Linked DNA regions of Mus musculus: all the other regions are linked to region 1. The links are chromatin contacts, called in public ChIA-PET, HiCAR-type, HiChIP or PLAC-seq and promoter capture Hi-C maps. All regions are on one chromosome and are shown on one strand. Each heading gives the region's core, a stretch centred on a gene start, on an enhancer-like site or on the middle of the called end of the contact. The rest is flanking DNA. Distances are from core to core; before and after follow the strand shown. Region 1 holds the start of Ifngr1 (interferon gamma receptor 1). Region 2 holds the start of Arfgef3 (ARFGEF family member 3). Region 3 holds the start of Perp (PERP, TP53 apoptosis effector). Region 4 has its middle 72 kb from the start of Perp. Region 5 has its middle 24 kb from the start of Tnfaip3. Region 6 has its middle 19 kb from the start of Gm51814. Region 7 overlaps Map3k5 (mitogen-activated protein kinase kinase kinase 5).

Region 1 (2,831 bases), core at 189-2,688:
ATAATTCATCTACCTAGCCCTTGGTACCATGTCTATCCTAAGGGATGTCTAAGGATTTGTTTGCTTAATTTTTTTCCATACATGCATCCTATATTTAATTTAAAATTTTAAATTATGAAAGCACAAGATTTTAATAAGACATTTTCATACATATTGCATACATACCATTATTGCTTCTGATTCATTCCTTAGTTGCTCCTGGCTCTCTGTTTCTGGTCACCTGCCTCCCCCAAGAGTCCTCTCTTCTACATTAATGTCCCATGAGTTTTATTACCCTGCTTTTGCTTGTTTTAAACTCTTCTTCCTCAAGATCTCTTCCTCCCCTCTCATGATTTCCTACACACACTTCTCTGGGGTTGATTTATCATAAGAAAACATGGTAATTGTCTTTTTTAATCTGGCTGTGTAACACAACTAACACTTTTTCTGATTCCACTGTTCTGCAATTATGATTTCATTTTTCTCTATAGCTCAGTGGAACTTCAGTTTGAACATGCACCTCATTTCCTTCATCTGACATCTAGGTGGTTACATCCTAGCTACTGTGAAAATCAGGTCAAGGCAGGATTGGAATCTGCACGCCTAACTGAAGCTCCTGGAAACCATAGGAGGGGTTCAGAGCTGGAACTCGCCTGAGAGTTAAAGAGGTCTCCCCATGCCTTCCAGCAGCTGGAGATTGGGAACTTCTCAGATACTTACGATTAGGGACTGGAAGGGCATGAAAAGTTTTATTGCTGTCTCTAGAGCTCTAATCATAAAGAGGAACTATTCCCAGCATATATGTCCTGGGAATATATAATCATTTGAAATCAAAGGCTCTGAGGATTTAAGCTACGAGAAGAACCCTTGCATCTCAACACTTAAACGCCAGACTAACAAACAAATCAGAATCTCTTAGTATCCGTTGGCACCCCTTTTCCTTCAGAGGATTCCGACTACAGATTGAAAATAAAGTCTGTAAGTCATACACACAATGCCAAACGCTGCCGTGGAAACTAACTGTAAAACAGACCACAGATTTGTGTTGTGTCGGCAAAGAAGAGGCGAAAGCGGCGTGTAAACCGCGGAGCCCCCGGGGCCCCTTGGGGCTGCCTTGCCCAGGGCGGCGCAGCAGGAACGCAGGGACTTCCCAGCCCGGCGCCTCCGGCCTGGCCTCCCGCCCCAGCCCGCAGCGGCTCGGAGAGATTACCCGAGGGAGGCTCAGGATCCTCAGTGCTCGTCAAAGCTCCACTCCCGACCTTCGCAGACAGCATCAGGACCACCAGCAGAATCATCCTGCCAGCTGCCGCCTGCGGGCCCATTCCTGCGCGAGGGACACCTCTGACAGGGGACCCGCGCTGCCCGTGGCCTGGCCTTGGCGTCACGTCCGCCGCAGACTAGTCGCCAAGTCCGCAAGCGGCCTGCCGGGGAGCTGGGTGGGGCCAAAACCAAAGCTTGAGAGACCAGCCTGGGACTGAGGGGCGTGGCTTAAGTGGGAGGCGGAGCCTCACGGGGCAAAGGGTTAAAAGGCAGCTCTTCAGGGGCGGACTCAGGGCGGGGGTCTAGCCAGAGAGGCGGGACCAATACGCAATCTCTTAGAGTTGATTGGAGGTTGGGAGTAGAGGTGGGATGTGAGGCGGGGTCTATACAAGGAGGCGTGTCTTGGCGGGTCTAAAGTGGACTAGGACATGGTTATAGGCGAGGTCTGGACTGGGGAGCCAGGCAGTGCGCTGCGTGGGCGGAGAAGTTTCACTAAGTTGGAGAAGGGGTGGACTAGCCTGAGGTTTGAAACTGTGGGCTCTTCTCTGTATTCAGGACCTGGACTGTGGATACGTTTGAAACTCTGACCGGAACCTTACCTTCTTCAGCCTGACACTACCTTCCTCAGTTCCTCATTCTGGTTATGTAGTAACCTGGGGTTGGAGATTTTTGCCTCAGTCCACAACCAGACACCATGCTTATCTCATCCCTCAGCATGAGGCGTGTTGGAGCCTGAGGTGTTAGAGAAGTTACAAAAATCCTTCTCCAGTTCCCACCAGTTTTGTCCGCGGAACTTAAACTTCTGGTTTTCAAGACAGTTTGTTCAGACTCCCACAACGCAAATCCAATGTGCTTGGCTAGCACTTTATTCTTAGCAAAAACAAACTACCACCACAAAAAGCACATGCCCATTTTAATGATGAAATGTCAAAGGGCGGATCACTAAGTAGTCTTTCATCAAGAGATCGTCCCTCTTGCCTCTCTGACCGCACCGGTTAGTTTAAATCTCTCTCATTCCCCTAAATTCACTTTAGTGACCTTGCACTTACTATAGACAACACTCTTGTGCTGCCTCACTCGCCTCAGCTCTCTTTTATCACCATGTCTGCAAGGAATTTGAATGCAACCCACTCTCCCCTTCTCTTTACTCCACTTTATTTTTAATAACACATTTGCACCCCCTCCTACAATATGCATATTGATTTGATTTTCTCTGCTTCCTAGAATGCAAGCTCTATACCGTAGAGAGAGATACTGGCATGACATTCTCTGAGTCTTCCAAGCAAAATGTTATGAAGACATTCTGCAGACTTGGAGTTACCAGCTAAGGCTTGTTATTTGTCTTGATTAATTAACGAATTAATTATGCTAATAGCCCAGCATTTCTCAGACTTTGACGTCAGGATAAATCTTGGTGACCTTGTGCAGGTTCAGATTCAGTACATATGATTCAGGTTAGACTTCAGTTTTCTGCATTTCTGAAAAAGGTACACAGCAAATGTCTCACCCTTGGTGCTACAGATGTGAGTACTTGGAATAAGAGTTTGGGTGTGCATCTGATATGCACCTCAAGAAAGGCATTTCTGGTCATT
Region 2 (2,831 bases), core at 213-2,712, 850 kb after region 1:
AAACCCTTTGGCAGTGTCTCCCCAAATGTCTCTCTTCCAGACCACCTAAAGTCCAGTTTATTCTAAGGTTGATGTGAAACCTGCTTAAACTCCCCCAAGACATCACTCTCTCTGCAGACAGCATCCCTATCAGTAGAAATATATTTCTAATAAAAACTGAATTTGTGCTGGGTGTGGTGGCACACGTCTTGAAACCCTGCACTCAGGAAGCAGAGCAGAGGTCTCTGTAAATCCAGTCAGCCTGGTCTACAGAGCAAGTTCCAAGACAGCCAGAGCTACTAAATGAGATGCTGGTTTTGGGGGGAAAAATTAAAATACAAAGAACAAAAATTCGCTTCTAAGTCCACCCTCACTACCTGTCACAGCTCTCAGAACAAGGTCATTGCTTTCCAGTCAGGACTCTTGCCTGTAACAGCTGGCAAAGGAAGCACCAGAAGTCACTCAAATAGCAGAGGCTTACTCACTCCCCCCTCCTAGTTTAGTCCCCCTGGCTTCCCTGCCTATCAAAAGCTAACATCAACTGTCTGTGCCAGTGTGTCTCTTCAGAGGGAAACAACCAGTACACGAGGTAAAGGAAGGAAGGGAAGAGATTCTTTTATTATTATTATTATTATTACTATTATTACTTTGACAGTCTCGTGTCCCTCAAGCCCATCTCACACTGACTGTATAGGCAAGGATGACCTTGAACTTCTAACTTTCCTATCTTCACCTGCTGGTACTGAAGGTTTTAAAAAACATCTTTGGATTTGGGCTGTGTGGAATACATTCTTGTTGGCTGGGAAGTAGCTGAGGTCTAATTTCCTTGTGTATATACTGGGCCATTAATTTCTAACATACAGGGCAGTCCCACAGGTTGACTACTGGTCTATTTATAGATTTTAAGTTGTCAGTTAAATCTATTGATTTTTTTTTCTTTTTTCAATTTCTGCCTTAGCTGGTTTGGTAGAAATCTCAATGTACTAAGGGAAGCGTATTCATTTTAATCTTCTAAATCTTTTCTGGTTTAATTTTCACATCGAATTCTCTAATTATTAGAGAGAACTGTATTAGAGTCTAATGTATGCGTGTAATACATTGTAAGCTCCCAGCAGGCAGGCATATGACGTAGTTCTCGCTGGATGGCTCCAACCTTACACAGGGAGGGGACCAGCTGTTTACTATTTACTATTTATTACTATCTACCCCCTAGTGTAGCAGGTCTCAGAGATGCCTGATGCGCCGGCCCAGCAGGTGATTGGCACAAGCGACCAGGCCCCTCCCTGCCTTCCGCCCGTGGATCTCGGTGATTTCCCTAGGGCAGAGACTGGCCGGCAGCCAGCCACAGATCCCCACCTTTGGATGAAGCTTGGTACCCCAGGTCCTCTTGGACGTTAGGTAGACGGCCGGGGCCTCCCGGGTTCCCCTGCTGGTGAGCGCACCTGACCCGGCGGGCGTGGCAACAGGCGTGGCGGCGGGGCTGACGTGGCCTGTGGCGCGGAGCGGGTGTGATTCATCAGCGGCCGCCGAGAGCCATGGGGACGAGTGCCGAGGCCTCCTAGGCGCGTCCCCTGCGCGATCTCGGGGTCGGTGGCCTGGCTCTAGGAAGGCCAAGATGGAAGAGATCCTGAGGAAGCTGCAGAGAGATGCGTCCGGGAGCAAATACAAAGCCATCAAAGAGAGCTGCACCTGGGCCCTGGGTAAGTGAGGGCGATGCGCGGGAGCCGAGGGGCTGCGCAGGGACACCTGCTCCCGGATCACAGGCTCCTCGGGCCCCTGGGCAGGAGGGACTGCCACCGACTATGGGTTATGAATGTTGCCTCGGATACTTAATGCGGGGTATGAAAATCTTGGCTCAGCGTGGGCATCCAGCTGTCTCCATCTGGTTCCCTTACCGCTTCCCAAACCTCTATGGGAACCGTTGCCTTTGCTGTGAGGTAACCTCATTCCTGGTCCCTAGAGCCCATAGACAAGGGTTCCTCTCCCCCCCCCCCCCCCAATAGCCAAGTTAGGACCTCCAGCTTGTATGAAATCAGGGCCCTGGTTTCCAGGGGTATGGAAGAAAAAAGGAAGTTAATTAAAGCAACAGCCCTCTTCTCAAACACTGGTGAGTGGAACCAGGAAGGAAGGCTTGTTTAATTTGATTTTGCTGATAGAAGCCACCTTGCTAAATATTCGCTTTTATGGCTATTGTGCATGGAACATAACAGACTGAAGGAATTGTGTTTCTCTTGCAGTTCGGTTATTGACTTGCCCTCAGACAGGTGGGCTTTTAGTTGTGTGAGCTGTGCTAAAATTGAGATAAGTTCCTGGTAGCAAATGAGCATTTCCCATCCTGTAGGCTGCAGTTCTCAAAATCGGAAAACAAACGGAATGACATGTCAATTAGGCAAGACCAAGGCGCTGAGAATGGGGGGTGGGGGGGGTGGGGGGGGTGGAGTGAACTGTACTATATAGACAGCCCACTAAGCCCCTTGCTTTACCAGAGCCTGCGTGATATGCCTCTGTAACCAGCTAATTAAAAACAACAACAACAACAAAAACCCAGGAACCCCTTCCCTTGAAATAAAAACCAATCGGTGATTGTCATGATTCTGTGCTGTGTGCAACCTGGAAAATAAGGCACAGAAATGCCGTTAGCCGTAGGTCCAACTAAAGACAGAATTCTCATAGTGTTTTAGGTCATGCTGTTCTGACAGAAGGTCCTAATTCACATGTTTGTGCACACATGTGTGTCTGTGTCTCTGTGTGTAGACAATTGTAGCAGCACCATCCTTTGTTTAATCTCTGCATAGCCCTAAATTGTCTCAATTATTGCCCAGGGAGTTTATCTTGTAGGTAGAACTAGTGTT
Region 3 (2,831 bases), core at 122-2,621, 750 kb after region 1:
GCACAATGCCTGTAAGAACTAAAAGATTCGAAGCAATAGAAAGTCCTGTAAGCCAAGCATTTATGCCTGTTTTTAGGTAGAGCAAAGGCCTTTTAAAACAAGCAGGAATATCTGTAGTCTTCTCCTTTTATTGCCTGCCTCCCTGTCTGAGGAAGTTCTTCCAGGGAGAAAAAGCTGATAAGGGCCAGAACCCAAACCAAACAGCGTCTGGCAGAAGTCCTGGGTGCTTTAGGAAAAGAATCAAGTTATGGTTAATCTAGAAAATGAATGAAAACAAAAAAAGTAACTTGCTTCCTTTAAAGGGGGCAAACTGACCCGTAAAGCCTGCACACTGCTCCCTACACACTGCTGGTCACTACTGTCTCCATCCTAAACAGGAGGGACACTTGCTTGAGGGAGAAAAGGCTTTTCTTGGTTTTGTTTTTTCAAAGACTACTACTAACTTGTAAATCAAGTACTTGGGGCCTTTCCCTGGCAGAGGCAAACAGAGTTCCCCTGCGATGTGTACAGAGTTTCCCTGCGATGTGTTAAAAGTGGCAACTCAACTTCAGTGAAGTGTTTACTTCTCCGATTTTAAATCAGACTCAGATAAACTTCCTTAACATTCACTTTTCAACGAAGGCCACTCCCCAGAACAAGAATGAACATGAAACAGCTCCACAGCTAAGATACTGAAATATCTATCTAAATCATAACTGCTCCTACTTGGCCTGAAAGGACTTTCTCATAAGATTAAAAAAAAAAAGTTTAAGTTAGATGAAATGAAATGAATTCACCCTGGCATATTATTTATTTTTATACGTACTTTGCAATGACTGGCATCAGTTTGCACTGGTAACTGAGAAACTTTACTTTTAAATGAGTTGGAGTCTTTCAGGGTTGAGCCTGATTCGGGTCACCCAAAACTGCTGCTTCTGAAGTTTGAACTCTAAGCGGACTTTGAAACACCCACTACCCCTGACCTTTTAAAGATCAGCTCCAGCTGCTACCACAGCTCAGGCCCCCAAGGGCTTCCCGGAGGCGGCGGCCACTCACCGTACTCCATGAGGCTCTGGCAGCCATCGTCGTAGGAGCCGCTGCCGCCGCCCTCGTCGAAACACCTCCACCAAAGCGACGATGTCTGGATGTGGTTGCTAGACTGCAGCCAGCCGCGGCCGGCCAGCGCGATGATGTCGAAGGCGATGGCGCTGAGCAGCAGCAGGGGCAGGATCCACCTGCAGCGCTCGCAGGCCAGGCCGCAGCGCAGCATGTCGTCGGTGGCGGCGGGCGCGGAGCGGAGGAACGCCGGGCAGGAGCAGCGGCCAAGAGTGGTCCTGCGAGCGCTGACACCGCGACTAAAGGAAGAGGCGGCTCCCCCGAAGACGCGGCCCCCGGGCTGGCGGCGGGGGAGCGGCGCTCCAGCCACACCTTGATTCCGGTGACTCAGAGCGCACCGCCCCGACCTGCTGGGTCACCCGGGCGGCAGAGCTCAGGCTCGCCCCGGGCTCGTCGCCAGGGTGGGCGTGCCTGTGCCTCCAGCCGCCTGCAGTCCCACCAGATTGCCGCCAGCCCAGCGCACACACCTGTGGACACTCCAGCGCCAGCCTGTGCTCTGCCCTAAATTAACACAGTGTAAGGAGCATGGCTAAGGCTACACTTGAGCTCCAAGCACCGTGCCCAGGACATCCCAATAGCCTGTGAAATAAATGATGGGCCCTAAAATGTAAGGACTTGTGGGTTCAAACCTGGGAGCGTCTGTCCCTGGCTTCCACAGGCAGATCCTACACTTCCTGCCCGGATCTACCTTTGGACCTTGGCTCTTGCTGCCATAGACACGCAAATGTTCTGTGCTCTGGTGGTTCAGGCTGGGTGACCAGCAGGTCCCAGTGGCTCACTCTAGGTTGCGGAGGCTGTCTCTTAATCCGGGTAGCTTTGGTGTTGATAACTTCAGTTCCCTTTGCCCCAGTTAGTGTGTTCCCCACACATCTACCCTTTCTATCTACTTTACACAGTTTTTGTTTTTTCAAATATAAGCACGTGTCAGCATGCACAAGCAACTGAAATCCTCCCCAAATCCTGAGCTAGCTTCTGTCCCTAAGAATCTTCACTTGTAGCAGGGAGGGTGGGGCATCAGCCAGGAGTGGCGCTGAGAGAAACAAATTCCCAGTGCCAGGTCAATGGTGGCCAGGGAGAGATCAACCAGAGCATTCACTTTTTACCCCGTGCCCCGAAATCTTCTGACACCTCATGTCAGTTTAAAGATATGGAAAGCACTCAGTGGTATTTCCTTCTTACACAAGACGCTCGCAACAGAAGTAGTTACTAGGACGCATAGACTAAGAACACTGAGAAGATCTGTCTCAGAGTCCAAAGAATATCACTACCCAGCCTTCACTTAGCAGAAACCAGTAAGCATTTCAGTCCTGAAAACCGCAGAGGCACATACACGTTGAGCAAGGTTCATTGCCCACAGGACAAGTGCGGTGCGTATGCCCTAAACGTTAGGACCTAAAGGCTTTCAAACGTAATGAAAATATTTTAGCTAGCTATGTCCTGTGTGGAAAAGTCGTATTTTTACCAATCAAATGAGTTTCCACTGGTGTCTTAATGAATAATTTTGGAATACACACACACACACGCATATATATATATGTTTATATTATGTCCTCATTCTTGTGATACAATTTCCACAGTTTTGTGGAGAGGGACTCCTTAATATCAATCTGGTCAAAGGTAATTTTGACTGTTCAGAATCTCTGAAAGAGACTATAGTAATTAATTGGTTCTGTCGGCTCAAAGGGGAATAAGATATAGTTTATTTCTCAAGGTAAAAATAACAAAAGCTAAACTAA
Region 4 (2,831 bases), core at 189-2,688, 670 kb after region 1:
TTTCCCAAGAGAAGAAAAGCAAGAAAGCAGAGCCTTTATAATGTCTTTCATCCCTATAATTAGAGTCTTTCTAGAGCAGAGGTTCCAAAACAGGGAAGGTAGCAAATCTCCTGCCCAGGCAACACTTGTCAATGTCTAGAGATGCTTTTGGATGCCATAAACTAGGTAGGGGTGTATTATTGGCATCCAGCAAGTGGCAGCCAGAAGGCTACTAACTATGCTATAATGGAAAGAGTACACAAAGAATTATCCAATCCAAGATGTCGTTACTGTAGAGGTAGAAAGCCCTACTCAAAGAAGCCTCAATGCCCAAGCCTATCACCACTATGTGAGATCTGTCCCATCTTACACTCTCGAGACATACTAGTTAGTTAGGAAAGAGAGAGTAGTTGAAGAAGTTGAAGAATGGTCTTGGGTAGTGGTTGTGGTCCGTGGAGAGTCAGAGACAGATCCCGAGAATCCCTCTCAGGTCATGAGCTTCTTGGCTCAAAGCTCCTTCTCCTTTCCTCTTTATTACATGGATGCATCCCTGTTGGTGTGTGTCTTTCCTCTTTATTACATGGATGCATCCCTGTTGGTGTGTGTCTTTCCTCTTTATTACATGGATACATCACTGTTGGTATGTGTCTTTCCTCTTTATTACATGGATACATCCCTGTTGGTGTGTGTCTTTCCTCTTTATTACATGGATGCATCCCTGTTGGTGTGTGTCTTTCCTCTTTATTACATGGATGCATCCCTGTTGGTGTGTGTCTTTCCTCTTTATTACATGGATGCATCCCTGTTGGTGTGTGTCTTTCCTCTTTATTACATGGATGCATCCCTGTTGGTATGTGTCTGAATACTTTCTGCTGTCTTGAGTCACTTCCCTTACTTGCATGTCCAACCATGGAATCCAGTGTGCATGACCTCCTTGAAGAACACTGATTAAAATAAGTTTCAAATACAAATGGAGAATTCAGGTAACTCGAGCCTTAAAGAAAAGAAAACATGTTGAAAATGTAAACTCATTCTTGTAGTTTCCCAAGGAGACAGCTGCTTTTAGAAGAAGGTCAAGAGTCTATCTTGTACTCACTCACACATGTAGGCTGTGAATGCCTGTGGTTATAGCACCGTTTCCTCCCTCGGAACTTTCCTACATCAGCAGCCCGCCCGTTGTCGTTTGTGATGAACTGTCATCTAGTTGGATATGCTTCTTTTTTTTCTTTTTTCTTTTAGTTTCTTTTTAAATCTTCTCCCTCCCACGTTTCCTTCAGCTTACTTCTTTCCTTCTGTTTCTTACTTCTCTGTGTTATTCCTCATTTCATTCCAATTTTAGGAACAAGAAGAAAAATGTTCACTATGGGTGATGTCTACCTCTCTGTGTACACTTTGGAGGTGTGGGGGTGGTGTGCAGGGGCTGGAAGGTGGGGGGAGGGGAGTAGTGTTTCTTTTAAAAATCATATGCTGCCATCTGGTGGTCAATTTATATACTCAACCAAATAGCTGGGTTCAGACTGTTTCAAGTGTCTGACAGTGAACTGGGTCCTGCTTGACTATAGGCGAGCAATAATTGATATTGTCTCTCTTCATGGTTAAAGTCCCAGTGTTCAAAGCTACTCCTTCCCCTTAAGATTTTTATTTCTCTCAGGCAGATGGAATAGTTTGTTCCCAAATTGAATACAGAAAAATCTGAGCCTAAAACAAATCTTTGTTGTAAGTTCACAGCCTGTAAACTCTTCCATAGGATTTGTGGATTCCTGAATCTCCCTTTCAGCTCGCCCTGATTAATTTTAAATTTACTGGACTAGCAAAAGGGGGCATGGAACTGGCTGTTGGCAATGCTGGTGATTGGATGAACACTGTACCACTATACTATACCCCTAACCCTCAGAGAGAGATTTTAAAGGTAAAAGTAAAATATACTTGATATAATGGTACAGATACATATTTTTTCTATAGCAAGGAACTTTTCCCACAGAGAGAGAGAGAGAAAGACAGATAGAGACAGAGACAAAGAGGGGGAGAGAAAGACAGAGAGGGAGAAAGGAGGGAGAGGGAGGGAGGGAGGGAGGGAGGGAGGGAGGGAGGGAGGGAGGGAGGGAGAGAGGGAGGGAGAGAGACTATGAACAATGATACTACTCCCCAAAGCAACTCAGAGGACCTTGAAAACCATTTTTCATTCCACAACCCATCAGCAAATCCACTGTGTCTCTTAATCCTTTTTAAATCCTCCTCCATCCTGTCTTCCTTTTCCTCTTATTTGGTACAACCGTACACCAGGTTCTCCCTCTCCCTTTTTTTCATCCTCTCCCTCCAGAGACACTGTGTGTGTCTCTGCATTTTTATTTACCTGTCTGTCTGTCTCTGCCTCACCCCAGAAAGTAGATCCAGTTGTTCTAACAAGGGGCTAGAGACTGACTGGAGTGCGAGAAGTGGAGAGGAGATGCTGTCTCTGGAGATGGCATCAGATGGACAGGGCTTTCACTCAAGTGTAGCCTCTACTTCCTTTGCTTCGTTTTTAGTGTGAATTTACAGAATTGCTTTGATTGAAAACTGAATGGCAAATCCTCTAAGACGGTGGCTTTAGGTCATCCAAGAACAGGATGTTGTAGCCTAAAGGAGAATCTCAACAAAAAGCCCTGTGAAGAGTGAGCTATGGTGACCGAAATCCCTATGAACACTGAACTACAATGACTGAGGTCCCCACAGACAGTGAACTATAGTGACCAAGGCCCTTGTGAACAGTAAGCTATCGTGACTGAGGTCCCTATGAGCAGTGAACTATGGCAGCAGAGGGCCCTGTGAAGTGTGAGCTGTGATGACCGAGGTTCCTATGGTGACATAGTTCT
Region 5 (2,831 bases), core at 187-2,686, 600 kb after region 1:
AATTCTGACTCCACAAGATCTGCACCACTGACACAAGGTATATAAGCTGCACGGGTCCCTTGAAGAATCATAAACATATGTTGGGCCTATTCAACTTGAAGATTAGAAATCTTTCATCTACATAACTTTGCTCCCCTTTTGTTCTCTAAGTAGGATTTAATATTTGGTTTATTTGCTTGCTTTTGTTTCTTTGAGACAGGATTTTTCTATGTAGCCCTGGCTGGACTAGAACTTACTATGTAGAGACTGGCCTTGAATTCAGCATTCCTCTCTCCTCAGACTCTGACGTGATGGAATTATTTGCATTCACCATCATTAGAATTTTCTGCTTTTAAGAAAAAGACAATGTAAGGTCACATATTTGAATAAATATACTAGGTACATTAAAATAGTCTGTCAGAACATGTGCCAGTGGATATGAGAACAATACAATAAGCACACCATCTAGGCCTTCAGAGAAACAGAAAATGATGTGATAAAATGTTATTTAATAAAAATGAAATAGTCATAATAATATCTTAACTCCTGAAAAGGTCTGTTTAATGTGGAATGTCATCTCTTCTGGCATACCAAGTCCTTCAATCATGTGATTACTCATCTGAACCATCTTGAGGTCTCATGGCTACTCCTTTATATACAGCCCCAACTCTTTTAAATTAACCTCTCCAACATAGCCAGTGGGATCTTCTTAAAATATTCATTTAATCATATTTTTCCTCAGGACCATGGAATGCTCTCAACTTGGAGGTTTCTAGGGACAGGGACTCAAGTGAAGTTTATGTCCCTAAACTTGAAGTAGAATGTCACCACCCACAGGACTTGTTTTCAGTCAATCTCCAAGCAAGCCCAAACCTACAAGACCCTTGGTGGCATGAGTGCTGGGCTTTCCACTACTGAGGGCTCTCAATGTCCGTTCTGGCTTCTATGTCGTATGCAGGACTGCCGAGAGCACCCTGCCAGAGCCTGGCATGCCACTCCCACAGCCTGTGATAGCTAAGACCTAGGACTTGACCTAAAAGCTCTCAGTCTGGGAAACACACTATGGAGTTGGATTTAGCTGGTTTCTCCAGGTATGTTTATTCGATGGAGAACATAATTCTATCATTTTGATTTGAAGTGTTCATCACAAATACGAACTTTTTTTCAAGAAGGAATATTGCATTTTTGCTGCTAACTGAATGTCTGAGACCATTTGAAGATAAGTGCTGTCTGAGACCTAGTTCTGAGCTCCTATGGCAATTTCCAGTATCAATCCAGACAAGCAGCCCAATGCTCTCAGTGGAGGCTGGAAGAAAGAAAACACAGTTTGGTGAGCACAAGGACACTGGAGCCTTCTTCAGGCGCTATGTATGGCCTTGCATTCGATATCAGCTCACGAGAGAGTCTACCAGAGGTTTGGTATGACCCATATATTTCAATGTTTGGTCACAGCAGCTGTGTGGGGACTAACATGAAGGAACAACAGAGGTGACAGGTGTCTGAAACATAACAGGAAGTGAAAACATATTAATATTAACATGTCAAATTTTTAAACATTAACCTTATTCGCCAGAAATATTGTAAAAATTTTACCTAAAGGGATTTTTTAAAAAAATGTTTTGCATTTTAATTTAGTTTCATTTAGTTTAGTTTTCTATAAGACAAGGTTTCATTCCATAGCCCAAAGTGGCTTCAAGTTTGTGATCCTTCTGCTTCATTCTCCACAGTACTAGGATTATAGCCATCACTCTCGACTCCTAAACTGAATTTAATGTGGATTGATTTTTAACAAATCAGCTATACGAACTCCTGTTTTGAGGCAAGTTTGTTTTATAGAATACTAATGAAGCAGTGAAGGAGTGGTAAAGTGTTATACATGTGATCACACTTGTCTGCTCGCTCGTGCGGGAGATAAAGGGAAGCTACTTTGATAGGGCTGGCAATTCAGTCCAGCTAGTTCAAGTGATTTCTACCAAGCTTTATGACCTGAGTTCAGTCCCCAGGACCCACATGATGGGGCTGGGGGGACAGACGTCTTACAAGTTGTCTTCTGACCTCTACATGTATTGCATGCGTTCTGTGGGACACATACACACACACACACACACACACACACACACAGAGAGAGAGAGAGAGAGAGAGAGAGAGAGAGAGAGAGAAAGAGAGAGAGAGACACACAGGTAATAAAATAAATAAATCAAAACATCTTTTAAAAAGTAGCTGGGACATGTCACAGAGATTGCCCAGAAATCCCAGAAGGAAGTATGCCAAAACATATATGGTAATATCTTCTCTTTGGTAATAATATAAATGTAATTTCTCCCCTTCCCCTTTATAATATGAGTATTTTTATTTGTTTTTGTTTTGTGGTCTTGTTGTTTATTTTTTTCTGTGTAACAAACACTGGCTGTCTTGACTACTGTGTAGACCAAAATGGCCTCAAACTCAAGAGATCTGCCTACCCCTGCCTCTCAAGTGCTGGGATTAAAGGTGTGTGTCATCACTCCAGGCCATAATATGGGTGTTTTAACAATGTTTATTATACTTTTATAATCACTAAAAAAGGGACTATAGGTCTATACTTAATTCTTAAGGTCTATCCATGACTTTAAGTATTTGTACTTCCCATATAGAAAGAAGCAACCCCACTGTTCATTCTATGAATTCAGTGTCCTTGCCTTTAAAGTCAACATCAGGCAAGGGGCCAGGAGAATACTCCAGAGATACAGCCCTTGGACAGCACCATGAACCTCTGCGTTTCACCAACAGAAGAAAATAAAGATTTGTTTTAGACTATTTAGTCAAACAAGTAAAGTTTTACAGTGTTTAAATTGGACAAGAACAGAATGAGT
Region 6 (2,831 bases), core at 243-2,742, 550 kb after region 1:
GTCAGGGATGAGTGACGTCTTCATCTCATCCAAATATTTCTTCAGTATCAGCTGTTATGTGTGGTTGCATATTTATTTTTTAACAACCTATTTCAGGTAGAGGCACAAATCCATATGCTGATCATGCAACAAATAGAGTGCCTGGCACCTAGATAATACAATGTACTTACCTTCAACCCATATGTTTAAACCTTAAGAGGCAACAGAACGGTCAGGACCAGGAAGGAGTCTCTCTGAAAATGCCAAGAGTACTGCTCAGAGCAACAGAGGCCTAAGGTTAGAGTTGATACAAGCAACACTTCCCCAGGTGCTGCTTATCATGCTGAGTGCACAAAGTGAAAATAGTACCAGGCTTCACGCAAGTTGTATTTTTAGAAAGAAAATCACATAGAAAATGCTCGAACTTTTCAGATTCAAAATTCCCAAGTGGAAGGACTAGGGACTTTCTGAAGGGAATTGAACAGCTCGGCTTTATGATCCGACTTTATTTGATCAGCATGTAAAAAGCAAACAAACTCACCTGGTGATATAGTTAGGTAATATACCGAAATCACCTCTGTATGTTCGTAAATTCATGAGTGACATCAAGTAGTGACCTGCAGCACCTGTGGCTTCTGCTGCCTTTACCTCCACTTGCAGGGCAGGACTCCCCGGACTCCTCATAAAACACTGAACTGAGCGAATTCTGGACAAAGAGGGGGCAGGAATTTGAAAGGAGGAAAGAAAAGAGGGGGGGGGAGGGGAAGGAAGTAGAGGAAAAGAGGGATCCTGAGAGAGAAGGATTGGTGAAAAAAGAGAGAGTAAACTCTGTGGGCATCAGTATGGGGAAGCTGGGATTGTAAGTAGAGGGATTTGTGAAACTTTTAGGACTAAATTTGATATCAGGAGTTAAAATGAACCCATTTAGTATTTCCTAAACTTGCCTACTTATAAGAATAAAAATCTGCCTTGTCAGATGGTTTGCTCTGTTAAATGTTTGTTATACCAGCATGAGGACCTCAGTTGTAATCTGAAAACTGGTTGGTAGAGACAGGAGGTCTCTTGCTGCCTGACCTGTCTATCCAGTTGGTAAGCTCTGAGTTCAGTAAAAGACCTTATCGAGAGAGAGAGAGAGAGAGAGAGAGAGAGAGAGAGAGAGAGAGAGAGAGAGAGAGAGAGAGAGAGAGAGAGAGAGAGAGAGAGAGAGAGAGAGACAGAGCGAGAGAGACAGAGACAGAGACAGAGAGAGAGCGCATGCATTACAAGAGTTAGTTCAATTTTCTGATTTGAAAGAATTCTAACAATCTCTACTGTTCACAAACAGGCCTTGCTAATTTGTATCATCAAGGAGGCTGACCTAATTGATTCACTGTGTTCCAGTGTGTACTACTCAGCTTGTCTGATTGATGTCGTTCTCTCACAGTGATTTTCTCTTTAAGTCCTGTAGGGAGTGGCTCTTGGTGGTAAAATCCTGTTTCCCAATTGGTTCTTGATCTATCAATAAAGATGCCAGGGGCCAATTGCTGGGCAGAAGGAAAGAGGCGGGACTTCCATGTCCCCTGCAGTAGAAGCTAAAGATATGCAATGAGAGGAAGAGAGATTTTGCCATGCTTCAGAGGGAGAAAAGGCCATCAGCCATGTGAGATCTAGGGTGAAGTGGCCATTAGCTACTTCCCCAACTGGGCCTGGGGTAGGAACTAAAGCTGAGGGCAGATTTAGGGTGCTAAGAGTATTGGAAAAGGCAATCTAGCCATGGGAGATTAGAAGCACCCAGCAACTGAGCCAATAAGGCAGGTTGAAAAATAAGCGTGTGTGTGTGTGTGTGTGTGTTTCATCCGAGGATCCAAGAGAACCTGGGTGGGGCTGATAACACAGTCCACCCAGAGCTTAAAGCAGGGTAGCAAAAATTACATGCTACAAAGCCCTGTCCTGCACTTCTCTACATTTTCCCTCTTGGAGTCTCATTTACATAACATTATACATGTATGGTGGCAAAACCACTGAATTTTGTAGTCTGAATGCCTGCCAGAACACTAGTCCATGCCACCCTAGGTAGTCAAAATGCTTAAGCTTCTGTGAAAAGCTATGTCCATTGTCAGAACTGTTAGAACTTTGGAAAGAGAAAGTGATTTTATCAAGAAAACCTAAAAAGCAAAACCAAACAAAATCTTGAGTCACGGAATATGCCTGATGTCTGGAGTCAGAGAATATACCCAAGGAAATAAAAAATCTCACGTTCGCAGTCCTACAGACTCAGAAGATATATGCCTGCCTTGAAAGAGGTTGTTTTCCACGTGGAAGTTTTCATGTATTATGGGTGACATTCCTGTATGTTGGTGCCTGGCTGCATTAGTCAGATCTCACTCTAGTGACACCCCTGAGGCAATTAACTCACAAAGAGAAAAGTTGTCCTGGCTCACAGCTTTTGTGGCTTTGGCCACATTTAGTTCTCACTATTGCTTTGGGACTGTGGAAGTATCAAGTGGTGGCTGGAGTGTACAACCGAGCAAAACCACTCCCTTCACCATCCAGAAAGGAAAGGCAGAGAAAGGGGAGCACGGTCTATATCCTCAGTGATCTTATGGCTTCCTACTACGCGTCACATCACAGAGGCTCAGTGATCAATGGTGCTGCTCAGGGACTAAGCAGCTAACACTGGGTCTGTGGAAAAACACTGATGATCCTAACTAAAGCCCTGCGTGTGTAAATTCACTACTCCAGGTTACTACTTTCTTACTACGTGAAGAAATTTACACATTGTTTTATTTGTATGCTTTCCATAACTAGCCAAGTGCTTTGCCTGTACCACTGTGCTGTTGTTGAACTAGTAGTACGCATGGACTTATAAAAGA
Region 7 (2,831 bases), core at 227-2,726, 530 kb before region 1:
CAGTGCTGCACACCTGACCTGCGTCCATCCCTGTGGTCTGTGCTCCGGGAACCTCCCCAAAGTCAGAGGATGAATTCTCTGGTCGTTTTTAAAGACCATCCCGTTTGACTTAGCATGACATTCCTAGGACTCATCTACATTTATAACCTGTGCCAGAATTTCCTTTTTAAAGGTTGGACAGAATTCCCTTAACATCTGGATTGGGTCACTCTTCCCGGTTCACAATGTCACCTATGTAAGCAGGGCTGCGGTTAGAGAACCAGGTGGAAGCTGGAAAATGGTGGCTGAGCTCCAAACTCGTGCCAAGAGTCAGAATGACAGCAGCTCAGTCTTTCCATTGGTCCAGCCTCATCCAAACGACCCGGTTTAGGAGAGAGCCGGCCTGAGGCCTTTCGCATAGCAGTTGCTCCCAAGGAAATGAACTACTTCTTGGACCTCACTTGCTCCAGGGGATTCTTTCAGAGTGAGCTTGCAGTACCTCCATTTCTTAAATGGATCTGCCTGCTTATGTGTCTAACCAGGCTATCACTTAGAACATGGGAGTATTTCAAGTGTGAATCCTTCATAGCCATGGCCCCCCTGCACATCCCCTCATCACACAGCGTATTGCTCACTGCCGCATTACACAGCGTATTACCCAACAAGAGCACTTGACAGGCCAGGAGTGAAACTGGGTTGAGCGAGTTGCATGACTATGTCTGACCTGGGCCCAAGGCTCAGGATTACAGCTAACTAGCTCTCACTCTGAATTCTCCCCAACCTCCTGCCCAGAAGCCAATGTGTGGGCAGGCACAAATCAGCTACATCGTTGCACTGGATGGTAGATGGCTGGGTTGCCATAGTTGCAGTGTAAGCATGCCTTAGCATTTAATATTAGTGACAGGCCCTGCTTGGATTCTCTAGGACCTCGGTCCAGTCAGGAGAATCTTGTTCCTGTTCTTCACACAGCAGAAACACCAAGTCGTTTCCACTCAGAACACCAGTGACTGTGGAAGGATGAAGATTCAGTTTGGAATGGAGGATTGTTTCTTGTTTCAAATACAAATGTCAAGAAACTACCTAACACAGGAGTAATACATTACAAGTTAATATTAAACATTTAAATAAAACCACACAGTGCAATTTTATATTTGCATACAGGCACCACCAGATATTTTTTCCTGCCTCCCATACCTTGTGTGTCTGACAGTGGCTTACAAAGGTCTATTTTGAATCAGACTTGCAGAATAACTTCTGGTTTGTCTTGCATAAGACTGTCAGTGATCTCTCATTAGATCACGAGTAGTTTCCACTCACCAACTGCCTGTTTTCCAAACTATATTTATGGTGGGAAAATAGTGGATATTTACGAAATGAACTTGTTAAGAATGTCCTATATGGAAACCAGAGAAAAGCCTTGGGGGCTGAGGGGAGAGAGAGCATTTCAACACTGAGCATTCCCAGGTGTAACAGTGCATTTCTCTCAGTGGCCACTAGATGGCACTTCTTGTTCAGCATTACAAAACACGACTAATGTGCACTATGCTTTAGAGGCCCACACATGATCCTAAGGAGAAACCCAGTCTTGGGAATGAATGTCTGTAAGCCTTGCTGTTTCCCATGGTGGTTCAGCTGTGTGAGTCTCTTATCTTTGAGGGAACTCAATAAATACCTCACATCTGTCATCCGAAGAGAATGCAGTTTACCGAGTAAATGAGAGGGAACAGAATTTGAACTGTATCCCATTTCTATAACCAACCGACCCTGAGCAGAGTTTGTGGGGAAATGGCGGCCCGTGCACTTACCGCATCCTGGAAGCCAAAGAGGACCACCTGCACCTGGCTGATGCCGTGGCTGTCGAAGTCCAGCTCCAGCTTGAGCTTGGACAGTGTAGTGGCTATGATTTTTCGGTCAGTGGACCTCACAAACTCTCTGAGGCTCGAGATGAGGGTTGTGATGTGTTCCCACTTTAGTTTAGGCTCTTCAGCACCCTGAAAATAAAACCCGACAGGGCCTCAGTCACTCTGTACTCCACGCGAGCTCCCCCTTCTCAGTCTTTTCTCAGAAGACCTTTGCTCCGAGAGGCCTTCCCCAACATGCTTTGAACCCTGTGGCTCCCCTTAGTAGCCATCACTGCTGCCAGAAGTAACCAGTCTTTGGAGAAACAGCCGTACGCCCACGCTGGTCGGTAGCCAGGGCACATTTGGGCTGTGCCCAGATGGGGATAGGTTGAGGCGGTGAGAATCCTGCTGTTGGGAATTTTAATTGGACACTAAGGTGAGAGAGGGGCACGGAGCCATGGAATCTTAATCTCCGAGTCTGCCTGCAGAAAGGTCACAACCCAGGGTCGGGGTGCACCCAAGGACACGGGAGTAGATGCAGGGGAGTCGAGAATGACAATGGAAAGAGAAGAAGATAGAGCAGAGACGAGCAGCACAAGACGAACAGCAGCAGCCAAGCAAGAGCAAAGATGGAAGGAACCGTGGAGCTTTCTGTCTTCCGGACTCACACACCATGGTTCTCTAGGCCAGGCTCAGCTGGGTACCAGCCGGCTACCTCTCTCCTGGCTGTGTGTATCTATCAAAAGGTGTGCCTGGCCCTTCCATGGCCTTTAAAGTCAACTCCCTGTCGTAAAAGGGGCCAGGTTAGACACCACCATTGGAACCCCACCTTAACAACAACTGGGTAATCAGTTATAAAAAACAAACCAAGGAAACGTTCACATATTTAAATAGACCTCTCTTTCAAAGTGATTTTTATTTTATTTTATTTTATTTTATTTTATTTTATTTTAATGTGAGCAAGGCACACTGAGCCTGTAAAGAAAACCTAATCCTCATTAAACTTCAAGA

The links. Promoter capture Hi-C pulls out the DNA fragments that hold promoters and counts their contacts. ChIA-PET counts read pairs in DNA pulled down with a chosen protein or histone mark. HiCAR-type assays count read pairs that join an accessible place to other places. HiChIP or PLAC-seq counts read pairs in DNA pulled down with a chosen protein or histone mark.
Region 2: a promoter capture Hi-C map of stem cell-derived epiblast-like cells shows a contact between it and region 1, with 5 times the contacts expected there. The contact joins the promoter of Arfgef3 here to the promoter of Ifngr1 in region 1. A contact is called at or near these places in 2 of 39 promoter capture datasets (hippocampal neurons and stem cell-derived epiblast-like cells) and 1 of 115 datasets of contacts at active chromatin or transcription factors (astrocytes).
Region 3: a contact with region 1 is called in a promoter capture Hi-C map of hippocampal neurons, with 4 times the contacts expected there. The contact joins the promoter of Perp here to the promoter of Ifngr1 in region 1. A contact is called at or near these places in 5 of 39 promoter capture datasets (embryonic stem cells, hippocampal neurons, liver and 1 more), 1 of 484 Hi-C or Micro-C datasets (cardiomyocytes) and 3 of 115 datasets of contacts at active chromatin or transcription factors (bone marrow-derived macrophages, memory CD8 T cells and stem cell-derived neural progenitor cells).
Region 4: an RNA polymerase II ChIA-PET map of memory CD8 T cells shows a contact between it and region 1, with 173 read pairs. The contact joins the enhancer-like site here to the promoter of Ifngr1 in region 1. A contact is called at or near these places in 8 of 39 promoter capture datasets (the C10 cell line, HPC-7-derived erythroid cells, embryonic stem cells and 4 more), 7 of 484 Hi-C or Micro-C datasets (B cells, CD4 T cells, the P5424 cell line and 4 more), 12 of 115 datasets of contacts at active chromatin or transcription factors (the 230-238 cell line, acute myeloid leukemia, bone marrow-derived macrophages and 7 more) and 3 of 9 other capture datasets (adipose tissue, embryonic stem cells and macrophages).
Region 5: a contact with region 1 is called in a promoter capture Hi-C map of 3T3-L1-derived adipocytes, with 5 times the contacts expected there. The contact joins the enhancer-like site here to the promoter of Ifngr1 in region 1. A contact is called at or near these places in 8 of 39 promoter capture datasets (the 3T3-L1 cell line, 3T3-L1-derived adipocytes, the C10 cell line and 3 more), 8 of 484 Hi-C or Micro-C datasets (CD4 T cells, CD8 T cells, the G1E-ER4 cell line and 5 more), 6 of 115 datasets of contacts at active chromatin or transcription factors (bone marrow-derived macrophages, double positive thymocytes, embryonic forebrain and 3 more) and 3 of 9 other capture datasets (embryonic stem cells, liver and macrophages).
Region 6: an H3K27ac HiChIP or PLAC-seq map of thymic regulatory T cells shows a contact between it and region 1, with 5 times the contacts expected there. The contact joins the enhancer-like site here to the promoter of Ifngr1 in region 1. A contact is called at or near these places in 4 of 39 promoter capture datasets (the 3T3-L1 cell line and the C10 cell line), 1 of 484 Hi-C or Micro-C datasets (CD4 T cells) and 2 of 115 datasets of contacts at active chromatin or transcription factors (the NIH/3T3 cell line and thymic regulatory T cells).
Region 7: a HiCAR-type map of embryonic stem cells shows a contact between it and region 1, with 4 times the contacts expected there. The contact joins the enhancer-like site here to the promoter of Ifngr1 in region 1. A contact is called at or near these places in 5 of 39 promoter capture datasets (the 3T3-L1 cell line, embryonic stem cells, hippocampal neurons and 2 more), 3 of 484 Hi-C or Micro-C datasets (embryonic stem cells, myocytes and peritoneal macrophages), 7 of 115 datasets of contacts at active chromatin or transcription factors (astrocytes, double positive thymocytes, embryonic forebrain and 3 more) and 2 of 9 other capture datasets (adipose tissue and embryonic stem cells).

The regions. Positions count from the first base shown.
Region 1 is chr10:19,590,556-19,593,386 of GRCm38.p6, reverse strand. It overlaps Ifngr1 (interferon gamma receptor 1), which reads right to left and starts at 1,438. Exons shown (of 7, transcript NM_010511.3): 1 at 1,190-1,438. The coding sequence starts at 1,301.
Region 2 is chr10:18,742,389-18,745,219 of GRCm38.p6, reverse strand. It overlaps Arfgef3 (ARFGEF family member 3), which reads left to right and starts at 1,462. Exons shown (of 34, transcript NM_001033258.4): 1 at 1,462-1,679. The coding sequence starts at 1,595. Gm32926 (predicted gene, 32926) reads right to left here and starts at 1,749. Exons shown (of 5, transcript NR_152783.1): 1 at 1,336-1,749.
Region 3 is chr10:18,843,611-18,846,441 of GRCm38.p6, reverse strand. It overlaps Perp (PERP, TP53 apoptosis effector), which reads right to left and starts at 1,371. Exons shown (of 3, transcript NM_022032.4): 1 at 1,036-1,371. The coding sequence starts at 1,249.
Region 4 is chr10:18,915,823-18,918,653 of GRCm38.p6, reverse strand. No RefSeq gene overlaps it. Among named protein-coding and RNA genes, the nearest start is that of Perp, 72 kb to the right of the region's middle. Within about 2 kb of position 1,438, at least 53 of the 459 cell types and tissues checked have an H3K27ac peak or open chromatin away from gene starts, as enhancers often do. A contact at or near this core is called in the P5424 cell line, bone marrow-derived macrophages, double positive thymocytes and 5 more, where this site is marked.
Region 5 is chr10:18,989,811-18,992,641 of GRCm38.p6, reverse strand. No RefSeq gene overlaps it. Among named protein-coding and RNA genes, the nearest start is that of Tnfaip3, 24 kb to the left of the region's middle. Within about 2 kb of position 1,436, at least 10 of the 459 cell types and tissues checked have an H3K27ac peak or open chromatin away from gene starts, as enhancers often do. A contact at or near this core is called in double positive thymocytes, where this site is marked.
Region 6 is chr10:19,042,737-19,045,567 of GRCm38.p6, reverse strand. No RefSeq gene overlaps it. Among named protein-coding and RNA genes, the nearest start is that of Gm51814, 19 kb to the left of the region's middle. Within about 2 kb of position 1,492, at least 133 of the 459 cell types and tissues checked have an H3K27ac peak or open chromatin away from gene starts, as enhancers often do. A contact at or near this core is called in the NIH/3T3 cell line and thymic regulatory T cells, where this site is marked.
Region 7 is chr10:20,124,091-20,126,921 of GRCm38.p6, reverse strand. It overlaps Map3k5 (mitogen-activated protein kinase kinase kinase 5), which reads right to left. Exons shown (of 30, transcript NM_008580.4): 24 at 1,785-1,970. Among named protein-coding and RNA genes, the nearest start is that of Map7, 46 kb to the left of the region's middle. Within about 2 kb of position 1,476, at least 27 of the 459 cell types and tissues checked have an H3K27ac peak or open chromatin away from gene starts, as enhancers often do. A contact at or near this core is called in embryonic stem cells and hippocampal neurons, where this site is marked.